2 separate regions of the Gossypium hirsutum genome follow, and region 1 is linked to region 2. The links are chromatin contacts, called in public Hi-C maps. All regions are on one chromosome and are shown on one strand. Each heading gives the region's core, a stretch centred on a gene start, on an enhancer-like site or on the middle of the called end of the contact. The rest is flanking DNA. Distances are from core to core; before and after follow the strand shown. Region 1 holds the start of LOC121208615 (nuclear pore complex protein NUP35). Region 2 holds the start of LOC107897346 (protein SAWADEE HOMEODOMAIN HOMOLOG 1).

What was found. A called contact is a pair of places that touch in the nucleus more often than the background predicts.
Region 1: a Hi-C map of leaf shows a contact between it and region 2, with 1.5 times the contacts expected there. The contact joins the promoter of LOC121208615 here to the promoter of LOC107897346 in region 2. A contact is called at or near these places in 2 of 34 Hi-C or Micro-C datasets (both in leaf).

The regions. Positions count from the first base shown.
Region 1 is chrA10:8,562,262-8,569,198 of Gossypium_hirsutum_v2.1, forward strand. LOC121208615 (nuclear pore complex protein NUP35) reads left to right here and starts at 2,550. Exons shown (of 4, transcript XM_041079744.1): 1 at 2,550-2,814; 2 at 3,308-3,915; 3 at 4,474-4,585; 4 at 4,996-5,497. The coding sequence starts at 3,344. The coding sequence ends at 5,298.
Region 2 is chrA10:8,375,967-8,382,530 of Gossypium_hirsutum_v2.1, forward strand. LOC107897346 (protein SAWADEE HOMEODOMAIN HOMOLOG 1) reads left to right here and starts at 2,869. Exons shown (of 9, transcript XM_016822782.2): 1 at 2,869-3,253; 2 at 3,476-3,561; 3 at 3,633-3,678; 4 at 3,790-3,925; 5 at 4,496-4,556; 6 at 5,097-5,148; 7 at 5,323-5,466; 8 at 5,571-5,690; 9 at 5,833-6,268. The coding sequence starts at 3,203. The coding sequence ends at 5,877.

The DNA.
Region 1 (6,937 bases), core at 1,300-3,799, 190 kb after region 2:
GATGATGACTATAGGCATGTTGAGGAAGAAATAAGTAAATAAATATATAACAATTATTACTAAATAGAATTACAATATATAACATTTTAAAAATAAATAAATTTCAAATGATAATTAAGTAAGTATATAATATTAAAAATATTTATTTGTACTCAAAAAATAAAGAAATTTAATTCATACAATTAATACAAGTAATTATTACTATACATAAGTACAATATATAATATTGTATAATTAAATAAATTTCAAATGATAATTAGGTAATTATATAATATTTAAAAAAATATACATTTTTCATCTTCATTATTTTGATCTCTGCAAAAATTATGTAAATAAATTAATTATGTTATCAATGTATAAAATAATAATATTATTTATAGTTGTAAAGTAAATTATTCACATGTACCTTTCTTGTAAATTGTTGTGTTGATGCTCTAATGCTATGAGAAGAATGGGTAGCAAATCCTAGTTTACTTTGTAAATTTAATTTTAGAGACTCTTCTAAGGACTTTGTTATTTATTTTCAGATGTTGAGATTTATGCTCTGATTCATTACAACGAATAAAGCTAATATTGGTATGTTTATAACTGTTTATTAATCATTGAAATGAAAAAGAAAAAATCAATTATGTAATTTAATATTAATATGTATTAACTATTGAAAATATGTTGTTATGCACTTTTTAATTTTTATCAACTATAGCTTCTTCTTTTTTTGTTATATTAAAAAATTGAAAATAATATAAATATTTTAAAATGAGCAGATTTAAAATAAATTTAAATTCATCATTTATATTTATAAATGATCGACCATTCCCATCAAAAGTTTTAAAAATTCTAAAATATTTAATGGTAATTCAACAAAATAACGAGGAAATATTATGTATCATAATCACAAACATAACTAGATTTACATTATTTAAGATATTTACGATTTCGAATAAAATTACTCTTTTTTTATCACGTTTTATTTTAAATTTTTTTTAGAATTTTTACTTCACTCTCCATTTTGGGCAATTTCATAATTATCATGTTCTTAATTAATTTAATTTTACTAATGAAAAATAATTTTTTTTCTCATAATTTGATTCGAATTGAAATAATAGAAATTATTGGTGAAAGTATCGAGGAAGCTCTTATATTTAGGGATGAATTATATTTCAGCCACACTATTAAAAAATTGATAAATTAACCCTTTTACATTTTGAAATGTACAAATTAACTCATCCATTAAATTTTATCGGTTAAATAATGGTGTAAAATATTAATTTAAATGGTTAATTACTAATTTGGTTCTTAAACTATAGCTAAAATATCTTTTAATTTTTTTAAAAAACACTCTTAACAAAAATTCTAAAAAATTTAAAAATTTCTTAAAGTAAATATAATTTTTTTAAATTTATGCTAAAATGTTTTTTTAAAAAATATTATAATTAAGGAAATCTAAAAATTCAAAATAAATATGTAAAAAATTCTAAAAAATTTATGATTTTCATTGAAGGAAAAAAATTTTGCTTCCATAAAAGCTTTTGGGGTGTTTTAAATTGAAGGAAACCCACTAATAGTATGGCAGCTGGGGTAAACAACATGGCAAAATATCTTTGTTCAAATATTCACACAAATTTCCTTCTTCAAACGTACAGTTATAATAAAATAGACAATTTTAGATAATTAAAGGTATTCAAGGTAGTTAATTGGCAGTTTCAAATTCTATTTTAATTAGACAGATTCATCAAATTTTGATACATGAAATTATTGAATTCTAAAATATGCCTCTAGAAAATAATCGAGTTACTAATTATCTAGCTTAAATGTCATTTAATGGGAAAGAAGATTTACAGATTTATGATAGAATTTTAAAAGTATTCAATTTAGATATAGTAAATGGTATTTATGTTAATATAGTATGTTTATTTAAAAAAAAATTCACACAAATGACAGGTGATTGATGTATTATGTCAAATGAAAACCATACAAATTAAACTTAATCACCATGTTGAACTGGTCCATCAAAAAAAATCCTGTACGAAGAGCTCCAAGAAAATTAATATTCTAAAACCCCTCATTTGATTCTTGATTGCTTTTCCACTTCTCTTCCAAGATGTTTCCCTTGCCATTTGGTTGTTCCACTACTATATTTTTTTTTATTTTTTATTTTTTTGGGTTTTCTAGAATAAGGAAAAAATTTCATGTAAAAAAAACGATGGTGTCTGGTTTCGATTGGAAAGTTTGATATTCAAGTTTTTTTTTTTTTAGATTTTTACATACGTATTTTAAATTTTTTGAAATTTTTATTTATAAAACTGTTTTAATATAATTTTTAATATTTTTAATAATTTATATTTATTTTTAAGATTTTTTAATTTTTAGAATTACTAAATGATATTTTAATTATAGTTCAAGTACCAAATTGATAATTAATTATTTAAATTAATGTTCCACATCATCACTTAACAGATAAAATTTAATGGAGGAGCTAATTTTCACGTTTTGAAATGTATAAGGCTTAATTTGTCTATTTATTCAGTATAGATACCGAAATGCAATCCGCCACAAGTACAGGGACTTCTCCGGTGCTTTTACCCGAAATTGTCTGGTCTTAGGGGAAAAAAAACTGTAATGCGAAAACAAACGGAAAATGAAGCTTTTTTTTTCTTTTACGTGATTTAAGCAGAATCAGAACAGTAATCAAAACACAAATTCTGAAGAGGATCTAAGATTTAGCGTTTCAAAAATTAGAATTGTTGCTGAGAAGATTTTTGTTCTTCAGCTTTCCAATTTGGAAGGGTAATCCAAACGGAGCTCAACTCAAAGGTTCGATCTCTTTTCTTTGTTTAATTCTGTTTATATATACATCTACAATGTCAATGAAATGGTTTGCTAAGGGAATTGAGCTACGAAAGTGGTTCATTGTCTAATAGCTGGAGAAAAATTTGTAAGGTTAAGCTATTGATTGATCTGATAATCTGTTTGGATAATTTAATAGAAATAAATCCAAGAGAAGAAAACAAGGTACAAAAGAATCAGCTTTAGTTAACTAAACTATTGAAGTTATTATTGTTGAATGTTAAACATTCTATTGATCATCTTAAAATTGGGGGTTTTAGAGCTTATTGAAAATTGATATTGTATAAGTTGGTACATCAGGTTTTTATAAAGCTGATGATATGATTTGTATATAGGACTCTTTATTAAGTGATCATACTTTGGAAATAATGAGCACTGTGGTTTTGATACATCAAGTTTTTACGAACATGGTTCATCAGGTTTTGATAAAGCTAATGACATTATTTGTAACTTTGTGTAGATGAATCTTTATTAAGTGTTTATAATCTAGAAAGAAATGAGCACTGTGGTTCATAGAACTCCAAAATCAGGGAGGCAGTCATTGTTTTTCCAAGACTTGGCATCACCAATCTCTGCCCGGAAAGGGAAATTCTCTAGTCCAGGTCAAGCAGCAGCAGTCTCGGCTTTATGGCGAGACAATTTCAGAGGCTCAGATCTTCCGCCTCCTCCTATGTACACCTTGGAGGACCGTGTGGATTTTTCACCCGAATCTGGAGTATTGGATTATCCTATATCTTCCGAAATCAAGTCAGATCCAAGAACTCCAGTCCGAAGTTCTGGACGTGACTTCTCTACTCCAGCAACGAACAAGTCAAGGGCTAGCACTTCATTTGCAGTACTTAATGGGCAGTCGAATCAGCAGAGCCCAGGGAGTTCGAGTTGGTGGTCACCCAAGTCAAGTAGTAGTGAGCAAGATGACAAGGGAAAGGGCTCTCCCGTTGACGGCATGGCTCAGCCTGGTGCATTGATCACACTTCCACCTCTAAGGGCAGTTGCTAGGCCAGAGATACAGAGGAACTCCGTACCTACAGCAAATCTAGATGAGGAAGAATGGGTTACTGTTTATGGGTATGCTTCATAGTCCATTCTTTCATGTTCTACTTAATAGTTGATATATTGTCTTGTTGTCTTCTAGCAATCAGTAGTGTTTTTTCCTGTAATGTGGCCTCATTTTTCTGACGTAACTTTTGCTTTTATTATTTTACTGGACATTTATCTGCATCCCTATATTATCCTTATTCAGTTTTCTAAAATTTCATACCTTTATGTGTCAGGTTAAAAACATAATTATTTTGATGCTATCCGCTTAAATGTTTTGAATAATTGCTAGCGTGGTTTTGTCTACTTGTTGAAAAATGGAAACTTCTTGCTAGATTTCTCAATGTTCAATAGTGCAGCCTGAAATCTTCTATCTGTTTGTTTGATCCACTCTCCTCAATATAGAACCTTCTGATAAATCAGCCTTAAATTTTAACATTTTCCTTCTTCGTGATGACATTTATCATAGCATGTTTGTCTAGTAAAACAAAGTGTTCAACCTAAACATTTGGGGTTAAACTGATGGTGTTGTTTTGATGTTATATGTATGCAAGACCCCATTGGCTTTAATATTTGCTTTCTTTCCAGATTTTCTCCTGCTGATACAAATTTAGTTTTGCGAGAGTTTGAAAAGTGTGGTGTGATATTGAAACATGTTCCTGGGCCAAGAGATGCTAACTGGATCCACATTCTTTATTCGGTGAATCTTCTGTCTCCATCTTCCTATTTCCTTCCTCTTAATGTTGTTTAGTGATATTTGTTAAGTTCTTTTGTGAGAAGTATTATGTACCCTGGTTATCTTTCTTTTTAATTCCCTTATACCAATCTGTTTTGTTCGTGCCATTTTCTTTATTTGTATAAGAAACAAAAACGAGTCCGAGATTAATTTAAAAAGTAGTTGATTGGAATGATATGTTTGTTAACAATTAGGCTGTGTTCTTTTTATCCCATCTTTATGTTTAATCTTGTGTCATCTGTTCTGAAATATACGCATTGTTGTATGTGAAAGTCTTTTGACTCTTGTGGATTAACAGAACTGGAAGGAGATGAAATCATACATGCTAATGTTAAAACCAATACATGGCAATGATTGCTTTCTTTTTGGTGTAGAAACGATCCGAGGCTCAACGGGCTCTTGGCAGGAATGGAATGCAAATTAATGGAGTACCAATGGTTGGTGTGAAGCCAGTGGATCAAATGCAACGCGAGGCATTAAATGAAAGATTGAATAATCAGGGCTTCATGACTTTGACTCCGGCATCAAGTAGAACATCAGAGTCTAACAATTTCAGGCCACCTCGACCGTACTATCTTCAAAACGGCAATGCCAATGCACGACAGTCGGGAGGTGTTATGGCAAGCCCTACAAAATCACTAGGGAACAAAGTCATGGAGTACTTGTTTGGATCTTAGGAATCTACATATCAGCACAAGACAGGACGTATAATTTCAATAGAGTGAATTTATGATTCCACTTGAAGGAGCAATTTTCCTTGCAATGAAAATTGTTGCAGATTTTTTTGTAATTGTTATTGTTGAATTTTTTTTTTTTTTGTAATTTTCAATTGCATAAAGCCAGAGTTAAAACGAGCAATGCCAGTGAATATCTTTCTTTCGGGCCCAAAAAGTATGTCAGCCACCATTAAAAAGTACGTCAATTTAAAATATATGTCGGATTCATATATATTATATACTACAATATCTTAGGTCGTAGGTGACATGTGGTACACTTATTGTGACAACACATGGTAATTGTGTTGTTTACTCCTTTTTTTATTATTTTAAAAATAAAATATAATTTTTAATATGAATAATATCAATAATTTATAAATTAAAATATTTAAAATTTATGTTTTCTTTTCACAAACAATTTCAACATACCATTAAATTTTCTTTAGTATATTGTTATTTAGTATAACTTACCATTTATGTTTTCCGCGCTCAAAGGTTAGTTCTACAGCATTTATTGTTGCGGCTTTTCTTGTTTTACTAGTTCAAACAAAATATTTCAAAATTCAAATTATCTAAATTAATAAAAAAATTACCGTAACGTAATTATCTTCTACCTTGCGTTTCTTACCATTATTTAGTACCTTTGCCTTTCCTTACTTTTGAATAAAATATAAATCCAATATAGGTAAAAAGTATTAAAAAGAGACGTATTGCATTTTAGTTGTGAGTAAATTAATTTTTATATATTTTCACACATGTAAATTAGTTTTTTTTTAAAGTTTTCTATTAAATAATATGAAACATGGTGAAAATTATTTTTTTATGGGTAAATTATGAAAATTTTTATTTTATTTTTATCACTTAACTATTAATTTTTTTATTTAGTCACTAAATTTTTTAAAAATTAAATATTTTAGTCACTCTAAATTGATGTGAGTTTTTTTATTGGTTTTTAACAAAACTAATTCTCTAGTGTTTACACATTCTATTAATTTGATCTTAAATATAAAAAAAACAAACTTAGCTCTCAATGTTTACAAATTTTGTCTTTTTAGCTCTAATTCTAAAAAATTTAATAAATTTGGCCTTCAACATTTACAAAATTTGTCAGTTTAGTCCTAGCTCTAAAAAATTTAAAATATTTTTTAAAAAATTTATTTTTAACCCTTTATAACCCATTGACTAACCCATGTGATATATTAAAATAAAAAAAAGAACAGCCTCTTTCAAGTCACTCGCAATAATTTTTTTACTATAGTTTAGGCTTCACACTAGACCAAACCAATTAATTTAGAATCTATCTGGAATAATTGGTTGCATTACTACCCAAGCAGATAACGTTTTTAACATCTTTATTTTCTTTTGGATCTTAATTTTTTTGTGTTTTATCCCAACTTTTTAGAGTTCATTTGCAAATGACTTGAAAGAGATATTTTTTTTCTTATTTGAATATCTCATATGGATTAGCCGTAGGGATGGAAAAAAAAACCCAAATCCGAGAGGTTCTGGGCCAGTTTGACCTGTTAGTTTTTTTTTTTTTTTTGAAGTTGGGGGTTGGGACATGGTAGGTTAATTTTTAAAAATAGCCAAGTTGGTCAGG
Region 2 (6,564 bases), core at 1,619-4,118:
CTTTTATTGCATTTTAGCCTCGTGTAAGGTGCTGCGTTTTGGAGGGCAGAAATATTTTCCCTTTTGGTCCCTCTAAGTTATTGGCGCTTTTCAATGTGGTCTTTTACCTCATTTTTTATTCCGATTTATGCCCCTTAAATTCCATTCGAGTTTCAATCTAGTGTTTTTTGTGTTTATTCATTTATTTTATTATAATTTAGGCTCTAAATTTCATTTTAATTCCAATTTAATCCTTTATTTGCTTAATTTCAAACATTTATTCTTTTATTTGCACACTATTCTTGCTTTATTTTATTTAGTTATTTTTACATTCATTCATACATTTATTTATTTTTATCCTTGTATTCACTTATTATTCTTTCATTTTTTATTTTCTTTCATTAGTTATTTATTTTATTTATGCCTTCATTATTATTGGTATTTTGTTATCTATTATTATTTTTTTATTATCTATTCATCTATCTTAAAGTAGAGCTGATCATGGGCTGGGCAGCTCGGCCCAGCCCGAAGACCCGCCCGAAAAATGGGAGAGTTTGGGTAAAAATATAGGCCCGAAAAATGACTTGGGCAAAAAAAAAGGCCCTTTTAGAAAATGGGTCGGGCCTCGAGTAAGAGTTTTTTGGCCCAGGCCCAGCCCGAATTATATATTAATATATTTTTTATTTTATTTTTAATCGTTTTAAAATTTTAATAAAACCATTTTTTATTATATTGTCAATCTGTGTATTGTTTTAATAATTGTTTTAGTATCATTTTATTTGTTTTAATATTTGTTTTTATGTTTTTAAATATATTTGATTTATTATATTTTTAAATTTTTTTATTTAATGAAATAAGAAAAAAAATTAATATGGGTCGGGCCGGGTCGGGCTCGGGCTTAGGAATTTTATTTTGGGTCGGGCTTAGCAATTTTAAGCCCGTATTTCAGGCCTGGGCCTAGTAGACGGGCCTAAAATTTTGTATGGGCCCGACCCGAACCCGGCCCAGCTTGGCCCATGATCACCTCTATCTTGGAGGTGTGCATGGGCAGGGTCGGGCCCACAAAAAATTTTGCCCATTTTCAATGCCCGGGCCTGGCCTGGCCCGAAATATGGGCCTAAAAATTTGTCCAAGCCTGGCCCGGGAAAAAATAGTAGGCCCAAGCCCAGCCTGGCCATATTAATTTTTTTTATTTTTTATTAAATAAAAAAATTTAAAATATAATAAATCAAATACATTTAAAAACATAAAAACAAATATTAAAATAAAAAAAACAAATAAAAATGAGACTAAAATAATTCTTAAAATAATACATAAATTAAAAATATAATAAAAAGTAATTATATTAAAATTGAAAAATTGAAACAAATTAGAACTAAATTAAGAACCAATTATATTAATAACAAAAGTTTTACAATATCAAAATAACATTAAAAACAACAAAAAAAAGTAAAGTCAAAGTACTAAAGTTACTTAAAATTAAAAATAAAAAATATTAAAAATAATTTAATATTAAAATCTGGCCGGGCCTGGGCAAAAAAAAATCTTACCCGGGGCCCAGCTCGTTTTCTAAATGGGCCTCGTTTTTTGTTCAAGTCTATTTTTCGTGCTTATATTTTTACCCAAACCCTTCTATTTTTTGGGTGAGCCTTCGGGCCGGGCCGGGCCGCCCGGTTCATGCACATCTCTAAATTCTATCTATTTATTACCCTTTTTATACCTTTAAAATTAGATTTTTTTACTTGTACATATATTATTATTATTTTATTATTTCATTTATTTATATATTTTATTCCAAATTGTACCTTTAAATTTCATTTATATTTTAATTTGGTTTTATATTTTCAATACTTTTATAAACTATTTTCTCTTACATTATTTATGTATTTATTTTATTTATTTCTTTGTTTTTAAGTTGGTGTTGTCCTTTTATGTGTATGCTTTGGTATTATTACTATTGTTACTATCTATTTCATTTATCTTTGATTGTTCATATTAGTGTTAAAATAGTGTACATTATGTGATGCTTGTAAATTGTTTTTATTAGTATACGTCATTTACATGACATTTCATCTATATCATCGTTTCGTTTTCTTATCTCATTTCGTTAAAATCACGTCAAAAAATCACATTTAAATGTATTATTGAATAATAAGCCGTTTTATGTTATATCCTGAATAAGAAAAATACATTGTTTTAAATATTACGTTTGATATTATTCTAAAAAAGGTTTTCAAAATAGCCAATGTTTCGTATTTGGAGATTTGAGAAGTTGTACCATAACTTACGGGGTTTCGATTTTCTTGTTAATCCTAAATAATCGAACATCCTTTAAATTTTTAAATACATGAGATTCGATCAAATAATAAAGTAAAAGGACAACTTATTTTCAGGGATTTAATGTGTCGTATCCTAACTTACGAGAAATGACCTGTTAATTACTTCAAAAAAAAAAGGTCCTTTTACATGTTTTCAGTAATTCAAGAGATTTTATTTAAAATGCATAATGCAAAAAAGGATCGTATTTTAAATTTTTTTTCGAATTTTTAACTTTCGATGCTAAGACATTAATTAATCAACTAGGTACTAATTTTGGGCGTTACGAAGGTGCTAATCCTTCCTCGTATGTAACTGACTCCCGAACTTATTTTCTAGATTTTCGTAAACTAAAAATATCATTTTAAGAAATCAAATCTCTTATTAAAATGATCAAATTATGATGTGATCCAATCACACTTCATAAAAAAATTAGTCGCTGACTTTTTTTTTTTTTTCATTTTCAAAATAAAAGTAACCCCGTTTTCAAAAGAAAGATTTCGACCGTTAGAGTACATCCAATTTCAACAATAATTCTATCGCAATTAGCATATCCTATCTTCACATTCATCTACAGTATTCATCTTTTGCTATTGCTGCCGAAAATGCCAATCCTGAATACGGAATGTGAGTTCCATCAATATTTAGCTCGAAAGAACAAGAGATGGTGGACTCTATGCTTGGTTAAAAAATTAAAAAGAAAAAAGAAAAATTCAATGGAAAAGAATTGGGTTGGGCCAGGTTTGAGTGTCCATACTCGCTGAAAAGATAGCAATAAAATTAAAAACCTCCGACATATTACATAATAATAATAGTAGAAGTAAACCTCAAAACAAAACCCAAGTTACTTTTGAAGATTCTGTGTCTGTCGTGTCGACGGCAAAGATTTTTCAGATTTTGGTCAGACATGGTGGACAACGATTCATGGGATTCCCTTTCTGAATTCACCTTAGCTGAGGTAAGTAATTCTCTCTCTTCTGCCTCTTCATTTCCCCTCTTTTTTTTTTCTAACTTCTTGACCACCCTCAATTCCCTCTCTACCTATGCTTAATCTTTCTGTTTTGATCATCGCATAAATGGAAGCGCCTTCCTCTCTTTGAATTCCCCTTTTGTATTGTTCCTCTTGATTTTCCCTCTTTAATCTCCCAAACATCCTCATTTTTTCCCCTCTGATTAAAAGATTCTGGAAATGGAGAACAAGTACAAGGCAATAGGAGATGAAACGCTTAATGAGGAATTCTGCAACAATCTAGCTACCAGATTCAGGTGATTTTTTCTATTTTATAAATAAAAAGATTATTATTTTTTCCTTACTTTGGGTTTTTTTGTTCTTACAGTTGCTCTTCAAACCGTCTTGGAAAATCTACTATAACATGGCAACAGGTTTGTTTTATTTCGTTGTACCTACGGATTTCATGTTAAGTTCATAATGGCATTCACAAATCTTCTCTCTCTCTCTCTCTCTCTCTCTCTCTCTCTCTTTTTGTCTTTTAGGTCCAACTTTTTTTCCAAGAAAAACAAATGGAGGTACAAACTCAGCAAGAGTCATCAGCAATGGCCTTAAAGCTATTTGTTGATCTTTCTGGTGAAGATTCAAGCAAACCGCTAGAGGTCATGCAAAAGCGAAAAGGTTTACTTGTTGGCATCATAGTGTACATTTTTTTAGTCTAATTTATCGGTAAATATCTTATGGTTACTCGGGAATTGTTGCTTGATTCATCCTATATGACCTAGCTTTGTCTAGCTTTACTTGCTAGCTGCTACATCAAGATGTCACTTTCATAAAGTTTGAAGTTTTACAAGTGCTAAAAGGAATATTTTAAAACTTGCATAGCGAAAAGAATGAAATGAATGTCTGATAGTTTAACCATTATCGATTAACCGCTACTTGTCATAAATTAGGCTGATGTTAATACCCTTCTTTCAAACTCAGTTTAGAAGCAGAGATTACTATCATGATTAGCCTGCATTCTTGACTGAATTATGTCAACTAATCGAGCCAAAGCTACCATTCAAGTTGGTTCATTTCTAAGGCCAAGCAACCATATATACATATACAATTGGAGGCGATGGTTACAATTATCACTATCATGAATAGCACAAAATTTTAAAAGTAGTGTTTTATCCAACTTGCAAAGTTCTTCTATTTTCTGGTTGAAACTGAAACTGTATGGATTTTCTTGTATTCATTTTAATGCAGGTACAGTTGAAGACCTTAAGGAGTTGTCATTTGAAGCCAGATCAGCAAAAGATTATGCATGGTGAGGAAGACTATATTGATGAAGGCATGCAAAAGTCATTCAAATGTTTTTTGTCTAACCTTCAGAGAAGCCATTATAAGCCTACACCTTCGCTATTATATCTTGAAGTAAATTATTGACTCGAAATTTCAGGTTTAGATTGGATTTCAGTATCTAATTTATCAAGAATGCTAAGAGGATGTCCAAAATAGGAATCTAATAAAGCACCCCTTATTAGTCAAGTTGTGTGGAATCATGGACATTTATGGTAAAGATTAATCTCCCAGATGAATAGAAAAGAAACTAAGAAAGCCGGAAATAGTAAAGAAATGAAGTGATATTGCGGCTTGTATTTGTGGACGAGGTGCACTTAGGATCCAATGATGTGTGATATAGATTTTGGATTGGCCTTCCAAATTTTTGGCTGGACATATAGACGTTGTAATTCTATTGAATCTTTATTTTAATAGAATTAGGACAAAACCCAAACTATTTTTGGATCTTATGAAGGTCCTTGCGGCTTAAACTAGTGCATGTGACTAATATTTCTTTGGCTTTCAGGTATGATGTTGAAACATTTCTCAACTATAGGGTCCTTTGTAATGGTGAACTTGTAAGATTCTTGTACCGGTTTTGTATTTTATGATATAAAGTAGCAGGCTCCTGTATCTTACTGTGCTTGTTTTAATGCTTTCCTTTGTTGGTTCCTTTGTTACTGGTTATAGTTAACTATAAAAAAGGAGACTGCAAGTATTTATTAATGCATATGACCTGTTATATATTGTAGGAAGTACGTGTACGGTTTGCTGGGTTTGATAAAGCAGAGGATGAGTGGGTGAATGTAGAAACTGCAGTGCGTGAACGATCTATTCCTTTAGAACCTTCGGAATGTGGTATGGTTAATATTGGGGACCTTGTGCTGTGCTACCTGGTATTTTCCTTTTACTATCTTATTTGATTAGATGTTGGTGGCCATTTGAATCACTCGGCACTGAAGCAATTTCCAAAATCTATATTCCTCTGTTGATCTATTAGGATAGAGAGTATTATCAACTCTACTGTGATGCGCATGTTGTGGATATTCAAAGGCAGACACATGATGATAAAGGATGTACATGCGTATTCGTGGTCTGCTATGACCATGACTACTCTGAGGTATACAAACTCAATAACCACACTCTTCCATCTCCTCTCTTTGTTTTGGCTTGTGTCCGTCCACCTTACGGATAGCTGCAACTTGATGTTTTAATCATACTAATGTTGTCACGCATTCATTTATCTTGGTTATACACACCAGGAAAATGTTTCGCTGGAGAGGATATGTCGCAGGCCTATTACTTAAAAGCTGAAGTTGTGCAGAAACAAATTGACGAAATTAACCGTAAACAACTCTTCAATGAGTTGGTGTTTACATTTTTCGCAAACAAGAGATGTCAGGGGCCTTCATCCAAGCTTCTTAAAACGGCATTTTCTTATTGAGGGAGTGATGTAGTTCGTAAGGAGGAATACGTCTCTCCTTTGATGAGCAATTTGTAAGTTTAATGTAAGCCTTCATTGAAGTCTATGATGAAAAGAAGAAAATAACAATTTCTTGGTACACAATCATCTTTAGTAGCAGCATAACAGTTGTAACCCAATGATGTCTCAAATCCTTTTAAAAAGGTAATCCAACAGTGAATAATAACTTTAATATTAAATTATGACAATATTATAAATTAAATAATTTTTTTTAATGATGTGTCATGATTGTATAAAGTTGCACACTTTTGAATCAAAATTTGAATATATATTTGAGGAAAAAAAAATGAAGTAATGATCAGGATAGTACATTTTCTGAACGTGATAGCTGCTGCAGTCGAAGTGTCATTTCACCTGTTAACATGTTTTTGAAATGGTATAATAAATCTAGATTTGTATTTGTTAGCAATACTTGGATCAGGAAAAGGGCCCTGATGGAGGTAAAACAAGTGCACAAGAGATTCATCCACCCAATCCTTTTAACCCAAATAATAATTACTTACATCCCCCA